2 separate regions of the Sus scrofa genome follow, and region 2 is linked to region 1. The links are chromatin contacts, called in public Hi-C maps. All regions are on one chromosome and are shown on one strand. Each heading gives the region's core, a stretch centred on a gene start, on an enhancer-like site or on the middle of the called end of the contact. The rest is flanking DNA. Distances are from core to core; before and after follow the strand shown. Region 1 holds the start of TMEM94 (transmembrane protein 94). Region 2 holds the start of ARMC7 (armadillo repeat containing 7).

Region 1 (7,281 bases), core at 1,052-3,551:
GTCAAACAGTGTGGTCCGTGTGGAGATGATGGAGTCATCTACAGGGAATTATGAGAAAACAGAGCAGGGACAAGCCAACCTGAACTTCATGGATGATGGGGCGTTAGAACGAAAGCAAAAGGGCATTTCAGGCACAGCGAAGAGCATAAGCTGAGCCTAGAGACAGGAAATAGGCTGGGGTCAGGGAAAGGACGAGCATACGGATGGGGAAAGGAAGTAGCTCTCCCTTGGAGGAATGTTGAAAGGGAAATAGATGAAGTGGCTGGGACATCCCCCCTGGAAGGCCCTGGTTTTCTCATCAAGGTCATTTTGGCAGAGAGACAGGGAAAGCTCCAGAAGAAGGATTACGCAGCTGCCTGGGGTTGCTAGACAACCAACAAGACACAGACGTAGGGACCTCAGAGCCACAAAAAGTCCAGCCAGGGTGAGTTTAGAGTGGGTGTATGGGTATGTTCTGGATCCAGGGCTTCTTAGGCGAAGTTTTACTTTTGGCTGGGTGGGGGCACTGACAGAGGGGATGGTTAGTAGGAGAAGGACACAACCCCTGAAACTGGTAGGCACTTAGTTTAAATTTGTTGGTTAATATTCATAAAACCCAATGAAACAGAGAAACAAGTATGGCCAGGAGTTCCCTGGTGGGTCAATGGGTTAGGGATCTGGTGTTATTGCTGTGGCTCAGGTCGTTGCTGTGGCGCGGATTCAATGCCTGTCCTGGGACCTTTCCCATGCCACAGGCGTGGCCAAAAAAAAAAAAAAAAAAAAAAAGGAAAAAGAAACAAGGATGGGAGTTTCCTTGTGGCGCAGTGGGTTAAGGACCTACCATTATCTCCACAACAGCTTGGGTTGCTGCTGTGGTGCGGGTTCAACCCCTGGCCTGGGGACTTCCATATGCCACAGGAACCACTGGGGAAAAAAAAAAAAAGAAACAAGTATGGCCAGAGGAGACCAGATGGGTAGAACGTGGAGCAGGGCAGGATGATTACATTACATCTGCCAACCTTCCAAATGCAGGCGTTCCCACCGTGGCTCAATGGTTAACGAACCTGACTAGTATCCATGAGGACACAGGTTCAATCCCTGGCCTTACTCAGTGGGTTAAGGATCTGGCATTGCTGTGAGCTGTGGTGCAGGTCGCAGACGCAGCTTGGATCCAGCGTTGCTGTGGTTGTGGTGCAGGCCAGCAGCTACTGCTCCGATTCAACCCACAGCCTAGGAACCTCCATATGCCGTGAGTGCAGCCCTAAAAAGACAACAACAACAATAATAATAACCTTCCGAACGCAGTCATATAAACCTTTTGGGATGATGTGAAAAGACATAAGGTACAGGAAATTGACTAGTTCAGTTCAGCAAACATTTACGGGGTACCAGGCTCCAAGCAAGGAGCTGTGGGGTCTGCCAGGATAAGCCCGCTGCCTTTAGGAGTTTAAACGCTTACAGAAACAGTCCTGTGGAAAGCATATTTACTTTGTAAAGTCAGCAATGGAGACACACAAAAAAGTACAGTGCTGTAGGGAGAATTTCAGTGACTCAAAGTCAGGGAAGGCTTTAGGGGAGGTCTTGTTTGAGGTAGGCCTTTAGCATGGGCGTGTATTTGAACATTGGCTTTATCGGTAAGAAAGAGCCTTCAAAGCACAGGGAGCCTCTTGGGCAAAGGAGCAATGGTGGGAGGGTCCCAGAGGTATTTACGAAATGATGGTAAATCTCTGTAGTTTGGGTTGTGGGGAGTTAAGCTGAGAAATGCATGTCTGGGACAACCTATGAGGGACTTTGCATTTCCGGTAGAGCGATGTGAATTTTTCTTTTGGCTAAGATAAACTGCAAATTTCTGTATGCAGGAAAGTGACGTGATTCTACCAGTCTTAGACAACTGGTAAACAGTTCAAACAGAAGATTAGGTACCCGACATGGCAACTTCTTGTCCAGCTGAGAAGAAAGAGAGATTATAATTACATAAACTCATTACTAAAAGGGGGAAGGGGCTTTTGCTTCCCAGGGCCAGCCATGACCTTCTTCCAATTTTATAAACAGACTAAAAGACAAAAAACAAAAACCCCAACTCTCCAGACTTAGATCTCTGGGAAAACAGAAGTAAATACTGACACAGGGTTGCTTTGTTTTCCCAAGAGAGGTCTCTCAGGCGATTTCTCTAATTATCTAGAAAAAAATTTTTAACTTGTTTTCCCTTTGGAGTTCGGCCGAGCTGAGGAGAAAACTGCAGTACTGTCTTAGATTCTCCAGCTTTGGTTTGGAAGCAGTATTCGTCCCTGAGGGACTCCCTCCAAGGTCTCTGAGCAAGGTGTCTCTAAGGATTTGTACCCAGCAACGAGGAGGGAGCTTAAAAGTAGGAGACACAGGAGCTCTGCAAAGGGCCTATTTTAAAAAGAAAGAAAGGCGGGGGGCAGGAGGTCTAGTCGACCTTTTTAGGATAACTCCGAGGGAAAACTAATCGAGAGGAAAGTCGCGCCTTCGCCTCTGGTAGAATCTCCGGATCAGAAGACGGCCGAGCGCAACGCACAAGGATGGATAGTGGCAGCGCGCTCTCACGCCGGCATCTCTTGGCACTTAATTCCGCCCGGCTCTCAGAGGGGCGGATGCAGCTACAGCCGAGCACTCCTCCTAACCAATAAGAAGCCAGAACTCCCCGCCCGTCTCTGATTTAGACCAATCAGGATCCAGGACTTTAGCTTGCGACCGGCGTCTCTGTTGTCTGAGAAGGAAAGCCGACCCCTAGGAGTTGCCAGTAACGGGCATGGCTGCAGTCCTTGGAGGAGGGGATGTGAAGTGAGGAGGGGGCAGGGAGGGGAGAGGACGCAGGCGAAGAAGGACACCCCGGGCCCTGGTAAGTACGTGAAGACCCGTGGCCCTGAAGCACGGAGAGCAAAGGGGCGTGGGGCTTGGCTTCCGCAGCTTCCGGATTCTTGGCTTAGCGGAGGGGAGTCTGGGGTCTGCACCCAGGGAATGGCCTCAGGGGATCCCTTAGGTGGAGGCCGTTGCCTCCAACTCTTGGCCATTTCCTTTCCCCAGATACTCACACCTACCCTCGGCCCTGGCTTGGCCCCTTGGGGGTCCTGCGTCAGACATCGAAGCCTCCCGCCAACAAAGACTCCCTGCCCCAGGATTGCTGTGGCTGGGCCCTGGCCCAGAGGGCTTCCGACGCTGGTGTCCAGTGTATTTATAGATCTCCGGGAGTCCCCATCCTGGCCCCAGTTCCGACGGTTGTTCCCCCTGCGCGCGCTCTCCTCTGCCGCCCGGGCCCTTGTGCTGATCGTGTCCCCTGTGTCCAGGTGGATGGAGCCGGAGGGGCTTTTCAACCTTCAGCAGTTTGGAGCGTGCCCTGCCTTTTTTTACGCCCTCTTCCGCCTTTCCAGAATGTTTAAAGACTCATTCGAAGCAACCAGGGGAATATTGTTTGCCACCCCATAAACTGATCTCTGTGCGGTGCTCTGTTCCTCTGCTGCTCACCGCTGAAGTCCTGTTCTTAGAATCCCTCGCGAGCGGTGGTACGAGTCCCTGCCAATGCCAGCAGCGAGGGAAACCCTGCTCTTTCATTGGTGTGTGACCACGGGCTGCTTTGGCGCGGGCATGGGTTTGGTCACGTGTTGCTACATCCCACCCTCTTTTTCGTGTGTGGCTCTTGGGGAAAAGTAAGAGGGAGCTCTGCCTTGAATCTGTTTTCCTTCTACTATGTGATTTTTGTGCCGGGGGGACGATGATCATTTTCTCATGCTTTATCCAAGACACTCGTTTCAGCGGCGGTGACAGTTCAGTTGACCCTGCATAGTCTTAGAAGATGGGCATCGGGAGGGAATTTTAACATTTTCTCTGTTACAGATGTGGAACCTAATAACTGTTGGGAGAGTTACAAAGGGCCAGGGCCACCAGGGGCCAGGACTGGAATTCTGAAGTTCAGAATTCTTGAGTTCTTTATCCGCCAGAGCTGGTTGTTTCCTTGGTGGAATTTAAGACAATCAAGTTCCCTGACTTCTCTCAGCTTCTTACAGGGTGGCTGTGAGCGTTAAAATGAGGTGGTACAGGAAATGAATCCAACTAGGAACCATGAGGTTGCGGGTTTGATCCCTTGCTCAATAGGTTAAGGATCCAGCGTTGCCATGAGCTATGGTGTAGGTCGCAGACGCAGCTCAGATCCTACGTTTTTGTGGCTGTGGTATAGGCCGGCAGCTGCAGCTCCAATTGACCCCTAGCCTGTGAACCTCCATATGCCACGGGTGCGACCCTAAAAAGCTCCCCCCCCCAAAAAAAATGAGGTGGTGTATATGGTCTGGCACTTAACTAGGTTTGTTTCTGTTTCTGTTTTTGTGTTTGTTTGTTTGTTTGTTTGTTTTGGCTGGGGTGTGCAGGGGCTTGATGTGGGATCTCAGTTCCCAGGCCAGAGATTAAACCCTGTCCGCAGTGGTGAAAGCACTGAATCCTAAACACTAGACCACCAGGGAATTTCCTTATTAGCTTTTCTTTTTTCCTCCTCTTTTTTTTTTTTTTTTTTTTTTGGTCTTTTTAGGGTCACATCCATGGCATATGGAGGTTCCCAGGCTACGGGGCTACGGGTTGAATCAAAGCTGTAGCCACCAGCCTGTGCCACAGCCACAGCAACGTGGGATCTGAGCTGCATCTGTGACCTACACCACAGTTCACGGCAACACCGGATCCTTAATCCATTGAGCAAGGCCAGGGTTTGAACCCAAGTCCTCATGGATACTGGTTGGGTTCATTAGCCACTGAGCCACAACGGGAGCTCCAGGTTCTTTTCTTTCTTTTAGGCCCCCTCCACCACATATGGGAGTTCCTGGGCCAGGGGTTGAATCTGAGCCACAGCTGCAGCAACGCCCAATCCTTAACCCACTGCACTGGGCTGGGGATGGAACCTGCACCTCAGCAGTGACCCAAGCTGCTGCAGTTGGATTTTTTTTTTTTTTTTTTCTTTTTCAGGGCCACAACTGTAGCATATGCAGGTTCCCAGGCTAGGGGTTGAATCGGAGCTACAGCTACCGGCCTACACCACAGCCACAGCAACTTGGGATCCAAGCTGTGTCTTTCACCCACACCACAGCTCACAGCAACGCCGGCTCCTTAACCCACTGATCGAGGCCAGGGATCGAACCGAAACTTCATGGTTCCTAGTCGAATTCGTTTCCGCTGTGCCACGATGGGAACTCTGAGGATCACGTTTGATCCCTGGCCCTGATCAGTGGGTTAAGCATCCTGGCGTTGCCATGACCTGTGGTGTGGGTCGCAGATGCGGCTAGGATCCTGAGTTGCTACAGCTCTGATTGGACCCCTAGCCTGGGAACCTCCATATGCTGCATAGGTAAGGCTCATTATCTAAAGAGTCAAATAGGAGTTTCCATCGTGGCTCAGTGGTTAATGAATCTGACTAGCTCTGTTGGTTAGGGGTCCGGTGTTGCGGTGAACTGTGGTGTAGGTCGCACACGTGGCTCGGATCCCAAGTTGCTGTGGCTGTGGCATAGGCCAGTGACTACAGCTCTGATCAGACCCCTATCCTTGGAACCTCCATATGTCGCGGGTGTGGCCCTAGAAAAAGACCAAAAAAAAAAAAAGTCAAATAAAAGTCATCTATGGATAAAAAAAATTCAAGACTTCCTGCTGTGGCACAGCAAGTTAGGAATCTCAGGTCACTCCAGAGGCACAGGTTCGATCCCCTGCCGGGTGCAGTGGGTTAAAAAGCTCCGTGGTTGCCGCCTCTGTGGCTCTGATTCAGTCTGGGAACTTCCATATGCTTGAGGGTGTGGCCGTTAAAAAAAATTAGGAGTTCCGTTCGTGGCTCAGTGGTTAACTGTCCCGACTAGGATCCATGAGGATTCGGGTTTGACACCTGGCCTCAGTCACTGGGTTGGGGATCTGGTGCTGCCGTGAGCTGTGGTGTAGGTTGAGGCTTGGATCCCTCGTTGCTGTGGCTGTGGCTGTGGTGTAGGCTGGCAGCTGTAGCTCCCGTTGGACCCCCAACCTGGGAACCTCCATATGCCGCAGCTGTGGCCCTAAAAAGCAAAAAAAAAAAAAAAAAAAAAAAAAAAAAAAAAAAATTAAAAATCACTATAAACGCCAGCAGACAACAAAATGGAGATGATCATTAAGTGTATAACAGAGGATGGATGTTCACACAGAATCCGAAAATTTACTCCGAAAGGCTTATTTCAGCGGCCATGTTCGCTGTAACTTCCTTGCTCACTGGTTTTTGTCAGAGTGACAAATACGGGAACTGGCGGAGGTCCTGGAGAAGAGTGGCGACCAGGGGGGCGGAGTACCAGCCCTCCCCTTGCTAATCAGCCGCCAAGTCACTGAGAGTTCACTGCCCTGGAACCCCCACCCCCGCCCCCTCTCCTTGTTTGCGGTGACATCAGAAGATCAGACCGGGGGAGCCAGGGCTGGGCAGTGAGACGGGAGCAGACAGAAGGGCCTTCACAGTTCGGTTTGGAGGAGTTGCAGGGAGTGCCAGTTCCCAGTGTGTGAGAGTCAGCCTTTTGCAAAGCTTAACTCCTGCAGAACTCATGAGCTGTGAAGCTCGCTCTTCCTTCCCTCCTGTTGGGCTTGGAAAACAATTTCTCCAGGGAGGGGAGGAGCGCCCTTGCAAACCTGACCCACACCTGAGGCTTGCCTGAGCCTCACCCCTGTCAAGGGTGAGTGATGAGAATAGCCTTTCCCAGACGTGTTCCTGGTGCTAAGCGAGAAGGTTCCCGGTCGTGGTTGGCCCTTCTCCTGCAGGTCAGCGTGTGCTGATGTGTTTTATCTGGCCATGGTGTCGGTGCTGTTTTCATGAGAGCATCTTTCTGTACGGACAAGGCAGGCTCCTTTAAAGAGACTGTTTGAACTCTGATGTCTGAGCGGCCCGGATGTGTTTCCAGGGCACAGGTGAACTAAGGGCTAAGCCACGGCTGCATCAGGACTGTTTTTCTTCTGAACGGACTGGCCAGCCGGAATGTGTGGTTTGGTGACCAGGGGCTTGTGTAATAATAGGCTTTGCCTGTGGCTGCCGAACCCAGTAAACAGGATCACGTGGCATGGCACGTAGGCTAAGGGCCAGATTTAGACGCAGCGTGATGCCTGTTCCAAAAGCCTAAAGAGATGGGGGAGTGAGCCCCTTTAGGGCTCACAGTGTGGCCTTTGGGAGACCAGAAATAGTATAATTATATGAACCCCATTTTCTTGATTCCAAGATCTTCTTGAGCAAGAGATTCATGATAACAGTTTTCGTTCGTAGGGAGGTGAACTGAAAATTATTGGGAAATACTTGGTAAGAGGTAGATG
Region 2 (7,117 bases), core at 4,373-6,872, 280 kb before region 1:
GTTCACGCTGGGCGTCGTGTGGATGATCATGGGTTTCCCGCTGCCACACGTCTTCTTGGTGCCGTACGCCATCCGGCACGGGCTGGACGAACACAGGGCGGCCCTGCTCATCTCCATCATCGGCTTCAGCAACATCTTCCTGCGGCCCCTGGCCGGGCTGGTGGCGGGCCGGCAGGTCTTTGCCGGTCACCGCAAGTACCTGTTCAGCCTGGCAGCCCTGCTCAACGGGCTCACCAACCTGGTGTGCGCGGCATCCGCCGACTTCCGGGTGCTGGTCGGCTACTGCCTGGTGTACAGCGTGTCCATGAGCGGCATCGGGGCCCTCCTCTTCCAGGTCCTCATGGACATCGTCCCCATGGACCGCTTCTCCAGCGCCCTGGGCCTCTTCACCATCCTCGAAAGCATCTCCATCCTCATCTCCCCGCCACTGGCTGGTGAGCCCTGGGCGGGGGGCACATGGGAACAGTCCGGAGACGGGGGCCCTATCTGGGTCTCCGGGCATAGAGAATTGGGATCTGGGATTTTCTCAGGCACCTCGGAGAACTGACGCTCAAGGTAGAAACAGTTAAAAATAAGGATTTTCACACCAGACTTACCCGAGCCCTCCCCTCTGTACCTCTGTTTTCTTACCGGTAAAGTGGGGATGATAGCAGAATCTACCTCAGAGGCTTGCTGTGAGGACCACAAGTGATAGAGCAAAAAGCTTAGTGGAGGAGTTCCCGTTGTGGCTCAGCAGATTAAGAACCCAACTAATATCCATGAGGATGTGGGTTCAATCCCTGGCCTTGCTGAATGGGTTAAGGATGCAGCGTGGCCATGAGCTGTGGTGTAGGTCACAGGTGGGGTTTGGACCTGACATTGCTGTGGCTGTGGCGCAGGCCGGCAGCTGCAGCTCCGATTCAGCCCTTAGCCTGGGAACCTCCATATGCCGTGGGTGCAGCCCTAAAAAAAAAAAAAATACCAAAGTAAATAAATAAATAAATAAAAGCTTAGTAGAGAGCCTGGCCTATGGCAAGTGTGATGCACGTGTTTGGTGTTATTAAAATTCTGGTTCTCTCACCTGCTGCGTGTGGGACCCAGGGAAGTCCTTTTCCTTCTCTGAGCCACAGCGTCATCACACCTGGCATAACCATCGATACACCCACACAGATAGCGGGGTGGGCAGGGCTGAATACAGAGTTCTAGTCCCCCCATTCGGGGCTCACCTTCTGGTGAGAGTTGGGGGTTAAAGCAAAGGGGCCCCTTTGTGATCACGATGGTGATTTGTGCCGGGAGGGGACTCACTGGGCAGCTGAGAGTGTGGCATTCAGGGTAAAGGGGAAGGCTTGTGAAGCCCATGGCTGTGGGTGGGGGTGGGGGTGCGGGAGTCAACAGGCCGGTGGTTAGTTCACTAGGACGGTGGGGACTCCAAGGGTGGCCCTGGAAGTCCCAGTTTCCAAGGGAGCTCTCCAGGGGGGGGGTACGGGCGGCTGGGGTGTGGCTGAGCAGATATCTTAGCGCCACTGGCCCTTGAGTCCTTGGCTTCCTGCCACCAAGGGTGAGGGAGACATGACCTTAAATGCATTTTCAGCCCAAGGACTCTCCCTGACCCGGGCCAGGACTGGTTTAGTGTTGCCTTCTTTATTATTCAACAAACACCCATCGAGGGCCTACCGGATGCCAGCCACAGGTCCTGGTACCAGGGGTGCAGCCAAGACACAAACCCCCTGAGGTCACAGGGCTCACAGATCAGTGGGGATCAGGGGAGGCCTTGTAGCCCCAGGCAGTGGCCTAACTTTCTCTCTGTCCCCCAGGACTCCTCCTGGACACCACCACCAACTTCAGCTACGTTTTCTACATGTCGAGTTTCTTCCTCATCTCTGCCGCCCTCTTCATGGGTGGCAGCTTCTGGGCTCTGGGGAAGAAGGAGAGGCACCGCCAGAGGGCTGAGACCGAAGAGGCCCTCCCGGAGGCCACTAAAGAGCAGGGCCTCGCTGGGGGGGACACAGACGGTCCCAAGAAGCAGCCACGCCTGGAGATCATGTATGTGACCAGCGTCTGAGCCCCGGGGTCACTCACACGTGTGACCAGAATCTGCTCCGAAGTCAGGGGGTCCTGCCTCAGCCCGGGAATGGGGTGTCTGGCTGCTTGGCCAGGGGCTGGGGTGAAGGGCTGCCCAGGAAGCCTGAACCAAAGGCCACCCGGGCTCTGCACGTCTGGACTCAGCCAGGAGCTGGGCCCCCAGAGGCTGACCTCCAAAAAAACCTTCCATACTCCAGGAGCGGGTCCTCCTGGCTTTTTCCTTGGGCACCAGAGTACCTGGGGCCTGGGACAGTGGGTCTGAGCCTGGCTCGGGTCTGTCACAGCCGGCCCGGCTCAGCTGGCTGCCTACCGCTGCTGCTACAGCTCAACACACTGGACCTTCAAGTCCAGCCTGGATGCCTCCGATGTGATCTCTTTGTCCTTCACCCTCCAGACAATGCCAAAGAGCCTACCCTTCCCCCGAGTCCCCCACCCCTTCCCAGCTGGCCCCACCTCTGCCTGACAGCTGCCCCCAGCACAGATTGCTAGGCCTCAGCCTCGTGCTGGCTGGAACCTTAGGAAGAAGGACCTGTGAGCAATTGAGTCACGGTGCTGGGGGCCAGGCTGAAGGGCCAACCTGGATGCAGGATTTGGACAGATTAAATGTTGCTGGAGTACCTGTCCTGGCATCTGTGCAGGGACCCCTGGCTGGGGTCCCAGAATGAGTGGCGTCTGCCCTAGGGTCTCCTCCTTCCTTGGCCCCAACCTGTATCTTGGCTGGGAAGAGGAGTTTGGGTATGGCAGAAATCAGGGCAGGGCCCCAGGACCTCTGAAAATGGAGCTGCTTTAGCAGCAGAATCCCTTTCTCAGCCCCTCCTGTCATCCTGTTCCCCCTGCTGTGTCAGAGATGTCAACCCAGGGGTAAGTAGCCGGCTGGGCCTACTGCCAAGCCACCCCTGCTCCCCATTGGCTTGTGCTGCTGGCCTGGAGGTCACAGCTTCTCCCATATGCTTTCTGGGCTGGTGCCTTCCCCGAGGTCATCACCTGAGGGCTGGCTGCCATCAGCCCAGACTTGTCCCAACAGAATACTGACCAACTGAGGGAATGAAAAACAAGGTTTGTTTGCATTGCACACGAAAACATTTTCCGCAGCAGGTAATAAACCCTGTGACCCCTGAAGTTGGAAAATAGGCCTGGAGTCAGTTTTTCCTCGTCCCCCTTCAGGGCTACTCTCACCCAGGACCTTGTTTGTTGATTCAAGTGCACCCAGGCTCCAACAAGAAAACCTTATCAGGAGAATCGATTTTCTTCTGTGACCCAACTCCTGCCTTCCTCCTGCGCGCTCCAGCTGGCACAAGTAAATGTCCTTGGGAACATCCTTCTCCAGGACCCATGAGTGCCCCCTTCTGGCCAAAGGCAGTAGTATAGAAATGAAGCAAAGGGCTCTGGGCTGGGATAGAGCGTGGAATTCAAGTTTGACTCTGCCACAATTTGCTGTGTGACTTTGGGCAAATTGTTCACCATCCCTGGGCCTTGAAAAGCTAAAGTCTCTTCCAGTTTGAAAGGTCTGACCCTGAAGACCCATGGTGTCCCTGTTCCCATCCCTGTCCTGTACATGGTCACTGTCCACAGCTTGAGCACTGAAGGGAGAATGCACCGCTGGACACATTTCACCAGGTCCTGTCTCCTCTCCATCTCAATGGAAAGAGAGCGCGCTGGGACTGGTAGATGAATGCTTCCGGTGCTAGTAGCTGCAAGGCTTTGAAACTTGCGTCCCGTTAGGCCCATTTCTTGAAAACTTGTTTCAAAGAAAAAAGAGATCAGTAAATATTTAGCATAGGAAACTTCCACCTTCTCTGCCCGCTGGGCAAGAGTGGCAATAATCTCTGGGCAGAATTCCTCCCACAAATATTATTGAGCATCTACTGTGTGTCAGGAACTGGGCTGAGAGGAGTAAGACCAGATCGCTGCCCTCAGCACAAAACCAAGGACTAAGAATTCTTCCCCAAAGATGAGGGCCCCTGAAGCCTTAGGAGGGGACAAGTGATGGTGGAAGTTTCTATCTGATTCCAGAATTCACTCTTAGCTGATCTGGGATTCTTTTAGAGAGTGGGCAGAGCCGTTCCTAACCTGCATAGGGTGAAGCCCACTGTTCCCAGGCCTTTACTCCTCTGTCCAGCCAGAAGCAGAGAAGCCCCCTTGGCCGCCCTGGGCTAACATGCACTTCTCTGGGCCGCATCAGCTCCCTTCACAAGCTGAGGGGCCTGGGACCACCACCCTTCAAGAAGGAGCGGGGGCCCAAGCATCCAGACTACGGTCAAAACTCTTGGCCTGGGGTGTGTGCATAGGGCAGGGGCTTATCACAAGGACCTGAGACCACAGAGGGGCTCCCAGTGGGGCTGTGGCAGGCTGGAGTATGGCAGCCACTCTGCCCTCATGCCAGGCCCAGGGCCAAAGGCCCATGGCCCTTGCCCTCAGGAAGCTCACAGAAGAGTTCCCTAGTGGCTCAGCTAGTTAATGACCCAGTGTTGTCATGGCTTGGGTTGCTGCTGTGGTGCAGGTTCCATCCAAAAAAAAAAAAAAAAAAGCCAGCTTGGGAGTTCCCCTCATGGCGCAGCAGAAATGAATCCAACTAGGAACTATGAGGTTTCAGGTTCCATCCCTGCCCTTGCTCAGTGGGTTAAGGATCTGGCGTTGCAGAGAGCTGTGGTGTAGGTTGCAGATGCAGCTCAGATCCTGCTTTGCTGGGGCTGTGGTGTAGGCTGGCAGCTGTAGCCCTGATTGGACCCCTAGCCTGGGAAACTCCATATGCCTCGGGTGCGGCCCTAAAATTAAAAAAAAGCAAATAAACGCAAAAAGAAATTTTTTCTTAAAAGCAAAACAAAATAGCGCACAGCCCAAGCCTCTTTTATCCACCCATTTTCAAGCATGACTAGAGTGCGAGAAGCCACCTTCCTCCCTGGTGCTCTGTCCTCTGCGCCTGTGAGGTCTGTCTGGCTCCACAACCCAGAAAGCCGCCAGAGCGGTGCACTGAGGCTCCTTCTAGGGCCTGATGGTGCTGCCCCTGGTGCTCCCCGTCCACTTGGCTGACAAAATGCCTTAGGACATTACCCAGTTCCTGAGGTTTCTGGCCAGAGGTGGCAGACTTAGCACGAGTTTGGGAAGCAGAGGGTGCCAGGAAAAGCCGGCCACAAGGTAGTGTTAAAGGACCTACATGGAGGACACTGGGAGCCAGAGTTGCAGAGGACAGACACCCGAGTTCCAGAGGAGCGTCCCTTGCTCCAGAAGGCTGGGCTGCGCCCCCCTCAAGTGCAGAAGTATCTGGAAGTGCTTCTGCCTCGACAGTTCTCCCGTGGGTGTCCCTACACCCCCGCCACCTCTAAGCTCTTAAAGGCTCTGGCCGCGCTCCTCAGTGCTTCCACAACCTTCCAGGATCGCCGGCCAGGCGGATCGCCAGCCAGGCGGATCGCCCTCATCTGGAGCTGAGAAGCAGCAAGCGTTCCGCGCAAGCCCTCTAAGCTCTGCGAGGGCCCCGCCCCTCGCCCCCTTCGACCCGCCCCTTCCGCCCAGGGGCGGGACTAGGCGCGGCTTCTCCCGGAAATCCGGAACCTGGAAGAAAACCGAGCTCTGCCGGGCGCTGCTCCTGCTCCTCTCTTCCACAGCGGGCGGTTGTGTGCTTGTCTCCTGCGCCCGTCCTTAGATTTTCCACTCCTAACTCTTACGGAGTCCTGAATCCCCATCCCATTTCCCACACCCCAGTTTCAGCTGCAAATTACCGCAGAGCCTAAAGCCAGGAGAGGAGCCCGTTTCCCGCCCCAGTCCTCCCCTCCCCGGGCCGGTGGAGACCCGGGTAAGATTCTCGCCCCGCTTTCCGGCCTCACCTTCCACACACCTGCCGTTCCCTCGGGGGCCCTCCGCCGCCCGACCATGGCCCAGAAGCCGAAGGTAGACCCTCACGTCGGCCGGCTAGGATATCTTCAGGCGCTGGTCACGGAATTCCAGGAGACAGAGAGCCAAGGTGAGAGCGGCGGCGGGGGGAGCAGGGCGGGGGCAGGGGTCCGGCCACCGCCGCCGCCCCAGACCTGGTTCCAATGCTGCTTTTCCACTGCAGACGCCAAGGAGCAAGTACTGGCCAACCTCGCTAACTTCGCCTATGACCCCAGTAATTACCAGTATCTGCGGCAGCTGCAGGTCCTGGATTTATTCCTCGATTCACTGTCGGAAGAGAATGAAACCCTGGTGGAGTTTGCTATTGGTAAGGATGGGGTGCAACTCCTAGATGCCTGATGGGCTTTAATGAGGTCAGTGAGTTAGAAGTGAGTTTGGGAGAAAGGAATCTTAAGCAGTCCCTCAGCTGCGAAGCACTCATTCTGCGTGCCTGTCTGCGCTGCTTGCTTACAGGTGTGTGCATAAATGAGGAAATGGATTGAAGGCCGGTGCGGTCGGGAGGGGGGAGTGGAGTGCTCTTTTTAAACAGCTTTATCTTCATGTTTTAATATCCAGAGAAGTAGAGGTGACTTGGAATGGCTTATGCCTAGGACCTATCGAACTATTCGCTGGACAGGTATTATGGGGCATGTACTGTGTGATTAAGGTATTGTTCTAAATGCTGGGAAGATGGCAAGCAGGTTGGGGAAAAGGTCTTTGCCCTCGAGGAATTTACACTCTGGTAGAGGGAGACAGGTGTTTGAACAAAAGCTGAGGCTCTGAAGAAAATAAACAGGCTGATGAGGTGGAGCAAGGGGAGGTAGACACTCCTTTTGTTTTGGCCATCGTGGGAAGGCGGTCTCGGCAGAGGCACAGCATGGGCCCAGACCCTTAAGCGGGAGGAGGCAGAAGGAAAGGCTGATGTGGTGGGACTGTGGTGAATGAAGCTGAGAGAGGTACCAAATGAGGTCCAAGAGCTCGAGGCAGCTCCTGACTCAGAGCTAGGTGGTAGGAAAGAGTTTGTTGATTCTGAGGACAGACGTTCGTTGTTCAGCATGTATCTTTGTTTCGTTGTTGTTGTCTTTTTAGGGCATATGGTGGTTCCAGGCTAGGGGTCGAATCAGAGCTATAGCTCCCGGCCACAGCATCCAGCATCACAGGATCCGAGCCATATCTGTGACCCACACCA

Evidence for each region. Hi-C and Micro-C count contacts between places; a contact is called where the count stands out from the background.
Region 2: a contact with region 1 is called in a Hi-C map of liver, with 5 times the contacts expected there. The contact joins the promoter of ARMC7 here to the promoter of TMEM94 in region 1. A contact is called at or near these places in 1 of 47 Hi-C or Micro-C datasets (liver) and 1 of 2 datasets of contacts at active chromatin or transcription factors (alveolar macrophages).

What each region holds. Positions count from the first base shown.
Region 1 is chr12:5,900,809-5,908,089 of Sscrofa11.1, reverse strand. It overlaps TMEM94 (transmembrane protein 94), which reads left to right and starts at 2,301. Exons shown (of 32, transcript XM_021066635.1): 1 at 2,301-2,842.
Region 2 is chr12:6,181,587-6,188,703 of Sscrofa11.1, reverse strand. ARMC7 (armadillo repeat containing 7) reads left to right here and starts at 5,622. Exons shown (of 3, transcript NM_001243806.1): 1 at 5,622-6,019; 2 at 6,113-6,256. The coding sequence starts at 5,929. It overlaps SLC16A5 (monocarboxylate transporter 6), which reads left to right. Exons shown (of 5, transcript XM_005668613.3): 4 at 1-434; 5 at 1,794-3,189. The coding sequence ends at 2,041.